Regions from separate parts of the Mus musculus genome. Here region 2 is linked to region 1. Evidence: chromatin contacts called from public promoter capture Hi-C data. All regions are on one chromosome and are shown on one strand. Each heading gives the region's core, a stretch centred on a gene start, on an enhancer-like site or on the middle of the called end of the contact. The rest is flanking DNA. Distances are from core to core; before and after follow the strand shown.

The links. Capture Hi-C pulls out chosen DNA fragments and counts their contacts.
Region 2: a promoter capture Hi-C map of liver shows a contact between it and region 1. The contact joins two enhancer-like sites. A contact is called at or near these places in 2 of 15 datasets of contacts at CTCF or cohesin (large pre-B cells and pro-B cells), 26 of 484 Hi-C or Micro-C datasets (the C2C12 cell line, the G1E-ER4 cell line, LSK cells and 21 more), 2 of 115 datasets of contacts at active chromatin or transcription factors (astrocytes and embryonic stem cells) and 3 of 9 other capture datasets (adipose tissue, liver and pancreatic islet).

The regions. Positions count from the first base shown.
Region 1 is chr2:119,246,571-119,254,435 of GRCm38.p6, reverse strand. It overlaps Spint1 (serine protease inhibitor, Kunitz type 1), which reads right to left. Exons shown (of 11, transcript NM_016907.3): 8 at 7,789-7,839; 9 at 6,255-6,425; 10 at 6,033-6,080; 11 at 4,922-5,679. The coding sequence ends at 5,474. Among named protein-coding and RNA genes, the nearest start is that of Spint1, 13 kb to the right of the region's middle. Within about 2 kb of position 3,410, at least 86 of the 459 cell types and tissues checked have an H3K27ac peak or open chromatin away from gene starts, as enhancers often do. A contact at or near this core is called in liver, pancreatic islet, stem cell-derived neural stem cells and 1 more, where this site is marked.
Region 2 is chr2:119,407,285-119,414,791 of GRCm38.p6, reverse strand. It overlaps Ino80 (INO80 complex subunit), which reads left to right. Exons shown (of 36, transcript NM_026574.4): 26 at 2,165-2,390. Among named protein-coding and RNA genes, the nearest start is that of Chac1, 60 kb to the right of the region's middle. Within about 2 kb of position 6,206, at least 33 of the 459 cell types and tissues checked have an H3K27ac peak or open chromatin away from gene starts, as enhancers often do. A contact at or near this core is called in liver, pancreatic islet, stem cell-derived neural stem cells and 1 more, where this site is marked.

The sequences.
Region 1 (7,865 bases), core at 2,161-4,660:
ACAGACACGCCTAGGGTCCATGCTGACAGAAACAGTCTCTCAGCTGAGGTTCCCTTTTCTGAGTGACTCTGGTTTATATCAAGTCCATAAAAACAAACCAGCATATCACGTATCATCGATTGATTGATTCATTCATTCATTTCGGAGCTGGAGATTGAGTCTTGAACGTGCTAGGCAAATGCTTCCCACGGGGCTATATCTAGTTTCTGTCCCTTGCTTACCTTTTATTTTGAAGTAGGGTCTCATTTAGTTATCAGGCTGGGTTTGAACTCCCTCTGTAACCCAGAGTGTCCTTCCTTCCTCCCTTCCTCCCTCCCTCCCTTCCTCCCTCCCTCCCTCCCTTCCTCCCTTCCTTCCTTCCTCCCTTCCTCCCTCCCTCCCTCCCTTCCTTCCTTCCTTCCTTCCTTCCTTCCTTCCTTCCTTCCTTCCTTCCTTCCTTCCTTTCTAAAGACAGGCTCTCTCGCTCTTAAAAGTTGTGATAGGGATTCTGAAGTGTAGCTCTCTACAGTTAATGGCTTCCGCAGGGGTGTAGGTAGGGAGGACTCAGTTTCCTTTAAGGGGCTGGCACTGGGAATTTGACCATGCTCCTGTGAGTAGGATATGGGCAACACAAATTGAATTTTTTTCTTCTTCATTTTTTTTGTGGGGGTGGGGTCACGAGGGTTGGGGAGCAGACCTGTGAGAACTGAGAAGAGATGATATTGAAATTCCCAAATAATCTATAAAAATATGTTGGGGGAAAAAAAGGACTTTTCTGTTATGTAGCTCTGGCTGTCCTGGAACTCACTATTGTAAAACAGGCTTGTCTCAAACTCACAGAAACCCACCTGTCTCTGATTCCCTAGGACTGGGATTAAAGGATGGGTCACCACATCCTGCCCCAGCCCCGTGTTTCAGAATGAGAGCCTGCTTTAGGAAAACAAAGCAAGGCTGGAGAAACAGCTTAGCTCAAGGAACAGAACCTAATCCCCAGAACCTATGTGAACAGGCTCGGGATGATGGTGCTTGCCTGCATTCCTAGCACCAGGGGAGACAGAGGCAGGTAGAATCCTAGGGACCATTGGCCTGACAACCAGCCTAGTTGGTGAGCTCTAGGCCAGGGAAGGAGCTGATCTCAAATGAGAAAATAGACGGCACCTGAAGAAGGAAACCCAAGACTGTTCTCTGGCTTCCAAAACCACACACATGTGCACCTGCACACTAGCATAAAGAACAAAATTAAACCCAAGCATCTCTTTAGAATTTTCACTCTTCTACTTAATACCTAGTATGTGAAGCCCTTTCTTTCTTCCTTCCTTCCTTTCTTCTTTCTTTCCTTCCTTCCTTCCTTCCTTCCTTCCTTCCTTTCTTTCTTTAAAGATTTATTTTATGTATGTGAGTACACTGTAGCTGTCTTTAGACACACCAGAGAGGGCATCAGATTCCATTACAGGTGGTTGTTAGCCACCATGTGGTTGCTGGGAATTGAACTCAGGACCTCTGGAAGAGCAATCAGGGCTCTTAACTACTGAGCCATCTCTCCAGCCTATGAAGCTATTTCTTGCTTAGTTTTTCTTTTAGGAGACAAGAGTCTTTCTATTTTTTCCCAGGTTAATCTTTATTTATTTTTGAGGCATGGTTTCTGTGTGTAGCCCTGGCTATCCTGGAACTCATTCTGTAGAGTAGGCTTGCCTTGAACTTAGACATCTGCGTGCTTCTGCCTCCTGAGTGCTGGAATTAAAGGTGTGTAGAACCACTGCTCAGCCTCCAGGCTAATCTTTAAAAACAAACAAACAAACAAACAAACTACAGTGTGTGTGTGTGTGTCTGTGTGTGTGTGTGTGTGTGTGTGTGTGTCCTGGGCACTGAGCTCAGGCAAGTGCTTTTACCCAGAGACATACTGAAATTTCTCTCTATCCCCTTTTTTTAATTTTAAAATTTGAGACAATCGGGGTTGGTGAGATGGCTTCAGAAGGTAAAAGCACTGACTGCTCTTCCAAAGGTCCTGAGTTCAAATCCCAGCAACCACATGGTGGCTTACAACCATCTGTAATGAGATCTGACACCCTCTTCTGGAGTGTCTGAAGACAGCTACAGTGTACTTAGATATAATAATAAATAAATCTTTAAAAAAATTTTGAGACAAAGTCCCACTGGCTGGCCTGAAACTTTTAAGATTTGTTTATTGATTTTATGTAACACTGTAGCTGTGCAGACGGTTGTGAGCCTTCATGTGGTGTTGGGAATTGAATTTTAGGACCTCTGCTCGCTCGGTCCCTGCTCTCTCCTGCCCAAAGATTTATTATTATAAATAAGTACACAGTGCTCTTACCCACTGAGCCATCTCGCCAGCCCAGGCCTTGAACTTACCATGTGGACCAGGCTGGTCTCAAACTCAGAGATCTGCCAGACTCTGATTCCTAAGTGCTGGGATTAAACACACATCCAACCATATCTATAACCCCTTTTTAAAAAATGGGGCTGGAAAGTTGGCTGTGTGGCTGGACAGTTGGCTGTGTGGCTAGTGTATTGCTGGTCTTCCGGAGGACCCAAGTTTAACTCCTAGCACATCAGGCAGCTCATAACAGACTGGAGTTCCAGCAACAGGGTTTCTGATGCCTCCCGCCTTCACACATACCCATGCACAGATATAGACACCTACACATAAAGAAAGATAAATCATAGCACTGTCTTACTATTGTGTGTGTGATGTAAACACACCAACCACAGAGTTCAGGGAGAGGAGGACTACCTGCAGATGGTTCTCTCTTCCACTTTTTATTTATTTAATTCTTTGAGTCAAGGTCTCACTGTGTAACCCAACTTGCCACAGAACTCGAGATGTAGATCAGACAGCTGTCCGATTCACAAGTGCTGGGGGTAAAAGTGTGCCACCATGCCTGGCTCTTCTACTTTGCAGTGAGGTCCCAGGATCAAACGTTATTGGTCCCAGGTCATCAGACTTGTGGAACTATCACTTTTACCTGCTGGCCAAGCTCACTGACCTACTTTCTCTTTTTCTTCCCCAGTGTTGGGAACCAAATCCAGAACTATGCATGCTGGGCAAGCACTCCACACCTGTACTGTCTCCAGCTTCTCACTTCGCACAGCTCTAGCAGCCTCTTTACAGCTGCTGTTTTCTGAGTACTTCATATACACAACTGGGGTAAGACTCAGGCCCTGCTCTAAGGATCGCCAAACAATCCAGGGCAGACACGGGGCAAGGTTCACACAGTGAGCTTAAGGCTTAACAAACTTGTTAAGTTTTTTGAGACAAGTGCTGCATGGGGCAAAGGTGCTTTTCTTGAGGCAAAACAACACCTGAGGCATAGGCAATTGCTGGTGCCAAGCAGGGAATCAGGAAGGCATGACAAAGCATTATTCAGGTGGCGATGAAACCGAGAGCAGAGATCCAGAGATAAGGAGCAGGTTTGAGGAGCAAATGGTAAGTGCGCCCCCTGGTGGCTGCTGCGAGATTCCTCCTCCTCTAGCCAGTCACCGCAGGTGGGCTGATTAATACAGGCGTTTTGTCTGCTCGGCACATACACATCTACCACTCCCAGACAGGCTGCTCCTTTCAAACGAACACTTGCTAGGCACCTGCTATGTTGACCACCCCTCCTAGAAATTGGATAGTCTTTGAATCATTAATTACACCAACCTGTACTTTACAAAGAATCAAGATGGTAATATGTCTTTTTCGAGCCTTAGTGTGGGTAAATGGCTGTCAGGTTAAGTGAGAAAAAATCCCATGGCCCCTGAAATGGGACAAAAGGAACAAACTCCACCCCTGTGTGTACTCAGCCCTCGATGGGTAACTGCCATTAACCAAGGTAGTTGAGGGAACATGGCATGCTAGATACGGATGACTCAGATGCCATCTGTGACTCCAGGAGCTCACAACCTAGGAGGGAGACGGATACACAGACAAAAGAAAGGATGCTATGTGCTCAGGGTCCTGTTGGCAAACCCAGGGTGTGGAGCAGGGTGTGCCAGCCACCTGGGCCAGCTAAGGTTCAGAGCTTAGCTGAGTGATGAGAAAAGATGTGGTCCAACACAGCAGCACCGCAGGTACAGAAATAGGCACCGCAGACAGACAGAGGGCTAGCCTGGTGGACAGGAAGGTAGAGATATGCACAGCCGGCAAGCTTGCTTAACCTTTCCTGGAACATGGGACCTTTGGGCCACCCTACCAGGGTTCAGATCCAGTTCTACCATAAATCTTAGAACTGGGGAACTCCAGCTTTGCTGTCAACCTCCTGGCCTGTGAATGCCATTAACAGCACAAGGCAGTGTGTTGGGCAAATGAAGTGTTGTGTAGAGCATTTGAGAAGCACCCCAACAGTATTAAATGTGTACGGACCCGCAGTGTTTGGCACACAGATCTGTGCAATCTCTTCAAGTCTCTTTTGGCACCTCTAAGTGGCTTGAGCCCTGGAGAGGGGTGACTGGAGTGGTGTGCCTCAGCTAATGGCCACTAGGGAGGAGCTTGGAGCCTCAGCCACAGGCTCTCAGATGGGCACGGATAGCCTATGCCCAGTGACATGGCAGTGACTGCCAGGGTTCAAGCCCCCAACCACGGCTGAACCTCACCCCCCCCTCTGCGTAGGTGTGGTGTTGGCAACCAGAGAAACCCTGCACAGCGGGGCCAACACCCCCATGGCTCTCCACTCTGGTGGTCAAAGGTGACATTTTTCTCTATCCTGAGGAGCCAGGGCAGTTTCAGGAGAGACAGGGAAAACCTGCTGGACAGGGTGGCCAAAGGCTGAGCCAGTTGGACAGGAGTTGTCTGCCCCCTCCCCCCCCCAGCAACCCCACAAACCAGGGCTGAGGAGATAGCTCAGTGGCACAGCACCTGCCTTGCACATGGCAAGTTTCACATCAGCACTGGAAACTAAGAGGGTGGGGGGTGGGGGTGGGAGGAGCTCAACAAACACAACACTTTATTTTGTAATTTAATGTAGCTTGTGGTTCGGTGTAGAGAGCTCAGGGTGACCACACACACTCTACCACTGAGCTATGACCCTGGGGCCCCAAAAGCAATTATTTACAGCACAAACTACAAAGACACATCCTTCAGTGTGTGCAGAGACACACATCCTTCAGCCTGTTGCAGAGTGGAGGGACAGATGTGGAAGGCAGTGTGTGGCTTCTGGCCTCTGATACCACTCAAGGTCCTAGCGTCATCGGATGGTGATGGGCAGCTTTGAACAAGACACAAAACACCAACTTTCTCCAGCTCTTGGATAAGCAGGTCCTTCTATATACAGTACTCCTGGCTCAAGGCTGCTCTGCTCCTTCCAGACTCTTGGGCCTTCTCCAGAACTGGCCTGAGTGCAGCTGAGACTCCTGCGAGAGGCCCAGAGATCTGTCTTCTGAGACAGAGTAAGTATGCCCAGGAAAGAGGTAGGAAGAGTCTGGTCCCCAAGTTTTTCCAGGTTCTAGCTTCTGTCTTGGCAAGCAGGACCTGGTAAGACTGGCAAGAGTCCCAGGCTCAGAGAGGCTGGGTTGTGTGATTATAGACCAGGTGCTCTGTGTCCTCTGTGGTGGAAACAGTGGAGCTGGCTGGTGTGGGAGGTGGGTGGTGCAGGGGACTGTGGAATTCCTTTCTTTGGTTCTTGAAGAAACAGTAGCCCAGGATGGTTAAGACCACTATGATGCAGATGACCAGAAATACAGCAATAGCTACCTCAGCGGAGCCTGGGGGAAGAGCAGAATGAGGCATTACTAAGGCCTGCCTGGTCTGACACCCACCACCCTCACTCTGTGGAATGGACAAAGACCGGGATGTCATGTGTAGAAGCAGATGAACACTCATCTCAGACCTTCAGAATAGCTGCTTCTAGAAGCCCAGAGGGGCTCTGATACCTGACAATTGGCAAGCAATTCACAGTTCCTCTCCTTTACCTATGTCAGGCCTCACTACTCAAGTGCACTCTGGGTAATCTCAGGGTCCTCTCAGCAAGGCTGGGCATTCACAAGCAATCACATGCTGCCCGTTCCTGAACTGACACCTACATATCCACACTGGTGACAGGACAGACTAGGCTTACCTACAGTGGGAATGGAGCCTTCCCTCCGAAGACCAAACACATCCTTCTCTGCAAAGTGACATAGAGAAACCAGTCGGCACTAGGTAAGTCCTTAGACTCACCTGTTCCAGTACCACAGCCCCCTGCCACCCTCTCCATGGCTATCAAGTCACTTATAGAGGAGGGACCAGCCCAGGCCTAGCCAAATCTTCCCCTTCACCCCGCTACTGCCACTCTGCTCACTGGAGATGCCACGGCAGGACTCAAGACACTGCTGTTCCTCCTCAAAGTTGTTCTTGTTCCCATAGCAACCACCATAGGTGAATCGGGCACAGCGTTCACTGAATGGGTTGTAATACCAGCGTGGGATGTTCTCCTTGCAAAACCCAGTGTCTGGCAGCTCTGCACAGTACCCTGTGGTAAGGGAGCATACGAAGGGGCAAGTGAGCCCAAAGAGCCACCCTGCTGCCACCCATCAGGCCCCGCAGGACGATAGCTAAGTACCCCCTACGCCAGGCTGAGGGCAGATGTCGCCTCACTAAAGGCAAGACAGACAAAGGGATAGCAATCTTCAGCTCCAAGAGAACTACTACTTAGACTCTATTTTAAAGATACGCCTGGGTACATTGTTTACTTATGTGCATGGCATGTGCACAGGGAGGCCAGAGGACAAACTGGAGTCACTTTTCAACAGGATGAATTCCAGGCTTGGTAGCGAGTGCCTGAGCGTCTTTATCCCCGTTAAACCATCTTGTTGGCCTCAAAGTTTCCTTTTTCAATGTAATTTCTCTGTGTCAAGGTCTCTGATTCCTACCACCCAGTAATTTGAACTTTTAACCAAAGGGGTGGGCTTTAGGCAAGAAAGAGTACCCAGCTTAAGCAGAGAGGTCTCAACACCTGTGAGTGACCTTTCACCTAAAACCACTGGGAAACAGATGTTGACATTACCGATTCATTAACAGTAGTAAAATTAGCTATGAAGTAGCAACGGAAATAGTTTTATGGTTGGAGGTCCCACAACAGGAGGACTGTATTAAAGAGTTGTAGCCGTATGAAGGTTCAACACACTGAGCTGAAGTGGTTGGGTTTTTGGGGAGTGGTTTGAGGTAGATTTTCTTTTCTATTAGTTATTTTATTTATTTACATTTCAAATGTTGTCCCCCTTCCCAGTTTTCCCCGAAGTAGACGTTCTTTGTGTAGCACTAACTTTCCTGGCACTCAGAGATCTGCCTGGGATTAAAGGCACCCACCACCATGCCTAGCCAATTTTTCCTATAATAGAGAAGCTGACTATGTATCCCAGGCTAACTCTAAACTCTATTTAGCAGAAGCTGACCTTGAACTTCTGATCTTCCTGGCATAAGCCATCAGCAGCAGGCTATTATCTTTATTTTTCATACATGTTACGTTTGCATATTGGGTAGTTTTGTTTTGTTTTTCCTCTCATCCCCCAGTGGTGGTGGGACACAAGCACAGTTCCTTGCAATGCTAGGTGGGTGGTTTTCAGTGTGTCAAGTCATGGTGGCTTTCCATGTATGACAGCACTATGAAATTTCCTGAACACATATGATTTAGTGATATGTTCGACGAGCCTGCAGTGATGGAAATAATCAGACGAGTGACTAGTGGTGCCTGGGAGATGAGTTAAGAGAGCTCGGGCCCTGCCTGTGTGTTCACAGCCTGTACACATAGTGAACCCCTGGGACACTGCCGGTTGGGTGGAGTGGGGACAGCAGTGCCAGAACCTGTTGTGACACAGAGGAACAGGGAGACTCACCTTTGTCACTGAGGAAATGGATATTCTGAAGCTCATCAAAGCCGCTGGTGTCTGCAGAGATGAGAGGTCAGAGGCTA
Region 2 (7,507 bases), core at 4,957-7,456, 160 kb before region 1:
ATCTAATGTCTGATTTTCCATCTTGAGATTATGGCCCAAAGTCTTAATTCTACTCTGAGTTATTTTTCATCCCAGAAAGACAAGAGAAGGTAGAGGATTTGTGTTTTAGGGTAAAATATACCAGTGTTAGTTTCCACTATCCAGTACCCCAGAACTTGGAAAGCTAAGGCAGGAGGAATATGAGTTTTAGGCTAGCTGGGCTGCATGTGAGGTCTGCTTCCCAAAACCATAAAGCGTCTAGGGATGTAGCTCAGTGGAAGAAGGTTTATCTAACATGAGTAAGTCCTTAAGTTCACTCCTCATTTGGAGAAGGTAATGCAGTCAGGAAGAAAAAATTTACCGTTTTACTCATTCTGGGGTGCATGGTGTTGAACATAATGCAGAACCTCCCTAAGGTCAGACATTCAGTCATTTTATAGAAGTACAACTGTGATATCTATTTTGAGGTGATGTGACTAACATCCTACATGGTAGATGTCTGCTCTGGGCCAGAGTCTGCTGGATTGCTGAGTAGAGAAGCCATTTCAGAGAGATGCCATTCTTGTAAACCTGCTTTGTGTTTCCATCTTTGTAATAATCTATTGAAAGACACAGTGAGTGTGAAGGAAAACAACAACAAAAAATATTCTGGAGGAAAGAAATCAGTAAGGGTCCCTAGATGTGTCTGCAGGAACATTTCAACCCTGACCAAGCTTGGGAGCTCTTGGCCCTTTGCTCTGGCCTTAGGTAATTTTGCAAATGAGCCATAGATGGCACTGTTTCATAACAGACTCAGTTCTTCTCTGCATGCCAACTAGTGTTTTTATCTGGCTGTTGATAAATGAGACTGTTTCTCTGTTCTTGGTACCATGTGGTTTTTAGAAGCACCTGCAGCTCCACATTCAGCTAGCTGTATTGTATAGCTCTGCTTCCGAGGCTGGGGTGTGTATTGGCTCCCCCTTCTCTAGAGTCACCTCTGTGATCTGCTCCCATCAAGGAGCATATCCAAGGTTGAGGATCACTCCTCTATAACAGCTGATACATGAAAAACACAATAGTTCACAGCAGAGCAGACTTTATAGCAACCTATGTTCCAAGAAGTAATAGAGCTGCCTAACTTGGTACAACAGATGCCCTGTGCTCTGATCCTCCCACACTCTGGCTCTCACTCTTTATACCTCCCACCTCCCCATCTCTTTGTCTGCTTTTAAGCTTTGTCTTATTTACTGCTTACTGTGAATGGGCTTTTAGCTTTTTCATCATCTTGGACTGGTGGATTAGTACAGCCTTTACTTGTTAACAAGAGGTTATGTTTAACAGTCTTCTTACCACATGACATCACAGGCAAACCTGTGTTTCTAAATTGGCAAAGTAATCTTTTTCCTTTGGGAAGGCCACATTTTAGTTTTATTGGGGTGTACTATATGTACTATATGATGATGTTTTGTGTAGTCTCTGCCCTTGTCGAGAATGAATCTGTTGCTTATTGATGTTTGCTTCCTTCTATCCCCTGTGTTCCTTTTTCCTTTTCCAGCATGGCTTGAAAGAGGGTTTCCCTTTTTTTCCTTTAGGTTTATCCATGCGAAGTATTCAGAAACAAAGAAGTTTTGCCATGAAAGCATTAAAGATAGCTTAAGGTGTGTCAGACAAACACTGTAGTCCTTTCTGACTGCTGTCTGTCTCAGGCTTCCTTTCTGACATCACTGTCATAAGTGGCCATAGCACTTGTAATAAGTGGGTGGTAAATGTATATTGAGAGTAGATATCCAGACTAGAATCTTACTTTATCTACATGCACCTTTTTATATCTTTTGATTGCAGGTTCATGTGATTAGCGATTACCAGTTTGCCCAGAGAAGCTCTCAAATTGAGTTAGTCTTTGCCTTCATCTTACTATGCTAGAGGATGAAATATAAAGCCACCAGTCTGAGGTTATTCACATTGATCTGATTTCAGAGTTGTGGGCCTAGGGATAGAGCTCAGCATTCACAAGCCTGAAACTTGCTATAACCCCCACTGGGTAGGTGAAAGGACTACTCAGGTGGCTTCTTGAGAATTTGGAGGCCAGCCTGAGCTATATGAGATCCTATCTCAGAAGGAAAAAAAGTTGATTTCCCTCAAAGGCTTGATGTGTGTGACAAATGGCAGAAGAGCCATTTTATTGTCTGCGAATTTTACCCTGCAGGTCACCGCAGTGCCGTTGGATTCTTACTGTAATGACAGAAGTGCAGAGTATGAGAGAGGAGTTCTGAAGGAAGGAGGGAGTCTGGCTGCCAAGCAGTGTTTGTTGAATGGGGCTCCTGAGCTGGCTACGGATTGGCTGAGTCGCAGATCCCAGTTCTTCCCAGAGCCAGCTGGAGGGCTGCTGAGCATTAGACCCCAGAACGGCTGGTCTTTCATCAGAATTCCAGGTGAGTTTTCTGCTCTTTGGAGCATGTTTCCAGCTTTGACAAGAGGAGAAAGGGGGAGAAAGCCCATGTGATAGTTTTTGTTGTTTGGTATTTGGAGTTCCTGAGGTTTCTAACTCTCCTAACCTGTAACTTATAGGTAAAAATATGAGTACTTTGTGTCTTGAGTGGAAAGATGATGATTGAAATGTTTCTAGATTTGTTCGTGAGTACTCTCCTTTGATAAGAAGAGTGTAATGTCACTTTTTTAAATGGGAGAAGGTTGGGGTGCTCATGGGTAGAGTGCTTATCTAGTATGCACAAGGCCCTCACCAGATGACCCCCCACACACACACACCCCAAAACCCCACAAAGTTTAGGAAAGACTTCAGGTCGAATGAGTGCAGTTGTTTTGTGCCATTGCCAGTGGAATGAATGAGAATGTCGTCACTCCCACAGAGCCTAGTTAAGTAGCATAAACAGTGTCCTGCACAAGGTCTAGAGATCTAAATGATAGCAAGAGGAAAAACAGTGTGTTTTGTGCCAAAACACTAGCAGATTCCCAGACCCCCTTGGGTCAAGGTCCAGGATGGAAAGGAAACTAGGTTTTCATCTTTGCTTTAGTGAGACTGCACTAAGGAAGTTGAACCAGAGGCTTCACAGACTGATGCAGTTTACACCTGCTGGCAGCCTGCAGCCTGCAGTGTTGGCTTGGTTGTCCAAATTCTCTGCTGTCCTGATTGTATTATTACTGAAATTTAATGGATGCATACTAGGGACTATACTCTCAAAAGGGAGCGTCTAGTATAAGTGACAGCTGGATTCCAATGTGGAGGACCTGTTTGTCTTTGTTTCTTGTGAAGGCTTTATCATCCTGTTTGTAGCCTTTGGAGTGCTTTAACTGAAAGCTGTCTGTTTGGGAACCTACATTGCATATGGCCTTGGAAGTGACTTTAGAATACATGAAAGCCGTGGGTAAAAGTGATTGGAAGTTAGGGAAAGCCCAAGCATAAAGCAGGACAGAGCAGACACTGCCGACATGGAGGGAGAATGAAGAATAGGTACCAAAAGAAGCAAGATGCACTGCATTTCTTCTTCCTTCATTCTGGCTCTTTGGTTCCCAGTATAGTAGTAGAAGGCCTATTGCTGGCGCTGTGGGAAATCTCTTGTGGCTTTTCCTGTTCTTTGAAAGAAAAATGGACCTTGTTTAAATAGCAGGAAGTGTCTGAGTTCTTTTCGCATCGATAAAAAGCACCAGCCTCACTGGCTGTTTACTGTGAGAACCAACAAGCTCCTCACCGACCCCATTGTACTCTGTGGGCTAGCTGGGGTGGGGTGGGGGCAGGGAGGGTATCATTTGAACCTGTGTTTTATCTCTTCTATACTTTTACATTTTTTGGTTCCCTGGGAAAAGTGGAGTCTTTTGCATTCTTTGAAAGACTGAACAAAATTTCATGGGTTTCATGCTTTGATTGCTTCTGCAGGTTTCAGCCCTTCAGAGGGGTTCTTTCCTTGGAAAAGAGAGACATTTAATCTTCTGTCTTGTGACTTAAAGCTGTAGACAGTAAGAACCTATTTTTAAATGTAATACCATAGGATTGCAGGAAAGATTGTGAGAGAATGGATAGTTCTGATTTGAGGTCTAATTTTAAAGAAAGGGCTGAGGCTGGGTTTGGCTGGACAGAATCTGCTTGATTTCTTGGTAATTATGCTTCTGGTGTTTACCCTGCTTTGCCACAAGTAGTGCTTTTGTACAGCACACCTGGGTAGCTCTTAAAAATTGAGTGATGTATGCCGGGCGCCAAAGATACCAGTGTGGACAGTAAAAGAAAGGTCTTGTTTTCCTGCATATCTCACTAAAGACAAATGCTGGATATTGGTTTGTTTTGTATAGCACATTCACTGGTTAACTCAGATATTTTTGGTTCTTTAAGTGTTTCAATCTCTTGGTTCAAGTCTGTTTCTTTGGGACCTTTTCTTTTAAAACAGTCCCAAAAGGTCCAAATTAGTCTAAGGATGTAGCTCACTGTATAGCACTCACCTTGTATGCATGAAGCCTGTGTTTGACCCCTAGCACCACAAAAAGCAAAACCAACCCAGATTTTAGTCCATCTGTGTTCACCTCCCTCAGTCACAAGCAGGCAACACTTGCTATTTCTGTTATGTTTGAGTTCATCTTTGTGTGCATGTGCACTTGTGTGTATGTGTGCATGTGTGTCTTTACCTCTTCACCTTTCTTTTTTTAAATATTTATTTATTTTATGTATATTAGTACACACTGAAGCTGTACAGATAGTTGTGAGCCTTCTTATGGTTGTTGGGAATTGAATTTTTAGGACCTCTGCTCGCTCCAGTCAACCCTGCTTGCTCAGTCCCTGCTCGCTCCAGCCCAAGGATTTATTTATTATACACTGTAGCTGTCTTCAGACACACCAGAAGACGGCATCAGATCTCATTATGGGTGGTTGTGAGCCACCATGTGGTTGCTGGGAATTGAACTCAGGACCTTAGGAAGAGCAGTCAGTGCTCTTACCTGCTGAACCATCTCTCCAGCCCCCTCTTCACCTTTCTAATACTAGTTTATCCTAGTTACCAAACTAGGTAAAGAAACTCTGGGAGGCAGGAAGTGTGAAGACTGTTTAATCATAGTTTTGAAGTCAGTAAAGGGGATGGAGAAGTAGGCTGCCAACTTATGAGAATTTGCTGTTCCTACAGAGGATCCAGGTTTAGTTCCCAGCACCCATATTGTGGCTTACAAAAGTCCAAATCACCAGTTCCAGAATTTGCAGTGCCCTCCTCTGACCTCCATGAGTACCATGCACATATGCAATATACATACACACATGTAGGCAAATATTCATACTGTCTGAGGGTTAGTATTGCTGTGATGAAACACCATGACCAAGCAACCTAGGAAGACAAGGTTTGTTGGTTTATGCTTCCACATTGCTGTTCATCAGTGGAGGAACCTAGAGGGCATAGAGGAGTGCTGCTTGCTGGCTTGCTCATAATAGTTTACTTAGGCTGCTTTCTTATAAAACCCAGGACCACCAGCCCAGGGGTGTCACTATGCACAATAGGCTGGACCCTTTCCCATCAATCATTAATTAGGAAAATGCATTACAGCTGGATTTTATGGAGGCATTTTTCTCAACTTGAGGTTCTCTGATTTCTGATAACTATTTTTTTAAAAGATTTATTTGTTATTATACATAAGTACACTGTAGCTGCCTTTAGATGCACCAGAAGAGGGCGTCAGATCTTGTTACGGATGGTTGTGAGCCACCATGTGGTTGCTGGGAATTGAACTCAGGACCTTTGGAAGAGCAGTCAGTGCTCTTAACCACTGAGCCATCTCTCCAGCCCTTCTGATAACTCTTATCTTGTGCCAAGTTGACATAAGACTAGCCAGCACACATACACATAAAATAAATAAATCTTTTATTACAAAGTAACTTGATGCCTCTCAGATTCTAGACACCATACAGATTTGTGTGTGCTCTACTGTTTGTTCTGAAGGGGTGTGTCTGAATGGAGAGAGGACATAAGCACTATAAAAATGTGGAGAGCTTTTTTGCCCACTCCCTTTCAAAAAATGTATGGCTTTAAAAAAGGGAAAACAAAAAGATGACTGGGTCTGTCAGAAAGAGTAAAAGCTATCAAAATCAAGAGAAGCCATAGAGAAGGAACTGTGAGGAGAAGGGAGCTTTGTGAGTTGTTTTGAAAGCATGGCTGCCTGATGAGACTAGGAATTTCCACTTGCCTCCTCGTCTGGTGCCAGGGAGAGAGCTCAGCACTCACTCCAGCCCCGCTGCAGTCATTTGATTGTGCTGGTCAGGAGACAGCAAAGAGAAGAACATTTCAGTAATCTAAACAGGAGCAAACAAAGAGGCTGAACAAAGGTGTGGACCACAGCGGCCGGGAGGGCAGGGCAGTGTGTCCTGGCAGTATTCCGAAGGTGGGAAAAGGCGGGCTGCAGTGCAGAGGAGTAAACATCCAGGACCCATAGCTTTGTAGCAAAAACAGAGCAGCTGGTGATTTGTTATGGTGCTGTCAGCACATCCGTTCTTACTCGGTGTAGACAATAATTGTGTACTTGGCAAATAGTGGCAAGAATGACAGTTGAGAACTCTTGGACTACTCTCAATAGTTGGCCTTTGCAGTTCTGAAGAAAGCATGCTTTAACCTGGGAAACTAAGGATAGACAGTTTGACTTAGTATTGTCTCTACTTTTGGTAGGCAGTTGTCAGTGTAAAATTCTCTGTGTTTTTTTTCTTTTTCTGTGTTCCCCAGCCACTTCCATGTATACTCTTAAGCAACCCCTCAAGCCTCCTTTCTTCCTCTTCTGTTGCAGCAATTGTTCAGGGCATGTTTATGAACGGTCTGCAAACAGGAAACTCTCCTTCCTGGAGTATGATATGAGTGAATGGTACTGAATGGATAAGATGAGAACTTGTGAGTTAAATGTTCTTAAAAGATCTCTGGCTGAAATGTGTTTTATATGGGAAGAGGAAGGAGAAAACACAAGTTAGTGAGTGAAAGCAGTTTGATTTCACAGAAACTCCAAGTCTGTTCTTTCTGAAAACCTGGGAGTAGGGCCCACTGAAAGAACACACACTAGGCAATGGCCCTGGAATTGATAGCAAGGTACTGAAGAGTGTCAATGGTAGGCACATTTATTTGCCTTTCTTGGAGTTTACATGGTCTCCAGCCTGCTGTCCTTATCTCAGTATATTCTCATACTTTTAGGATGTAACCACGGTACTAGCTACTGTTCTGTGCTGTGGAGAGACACCGTGATAAATACAACTTACAAAAGAAAGCATTTACTTAGATGCTTATGGTTTTGCGATCTGAGTCCATGATCGGCCTGACAGGGAGCATAGCAGTAGGCAGACAGACATGATGCTGGCACAGTAGCTGTGAGCTTACATCTTTCCTACAAGTTGGAAGCAGAAAGGGAAAGAGACTGGACCTGACATGGCCTTTGGAAATTCTTTGGGAACCTCAAACCCCACCCCCAGTGACATCTTCTCTAACAAAGCCACACCTGCTAATCTTTCCCAAAGAGTTCTACTAACTGAGGAGTTATTCATGAGTCTCATTCAAATAGTACAAGCACAGAATTAGAAGAAACAAGT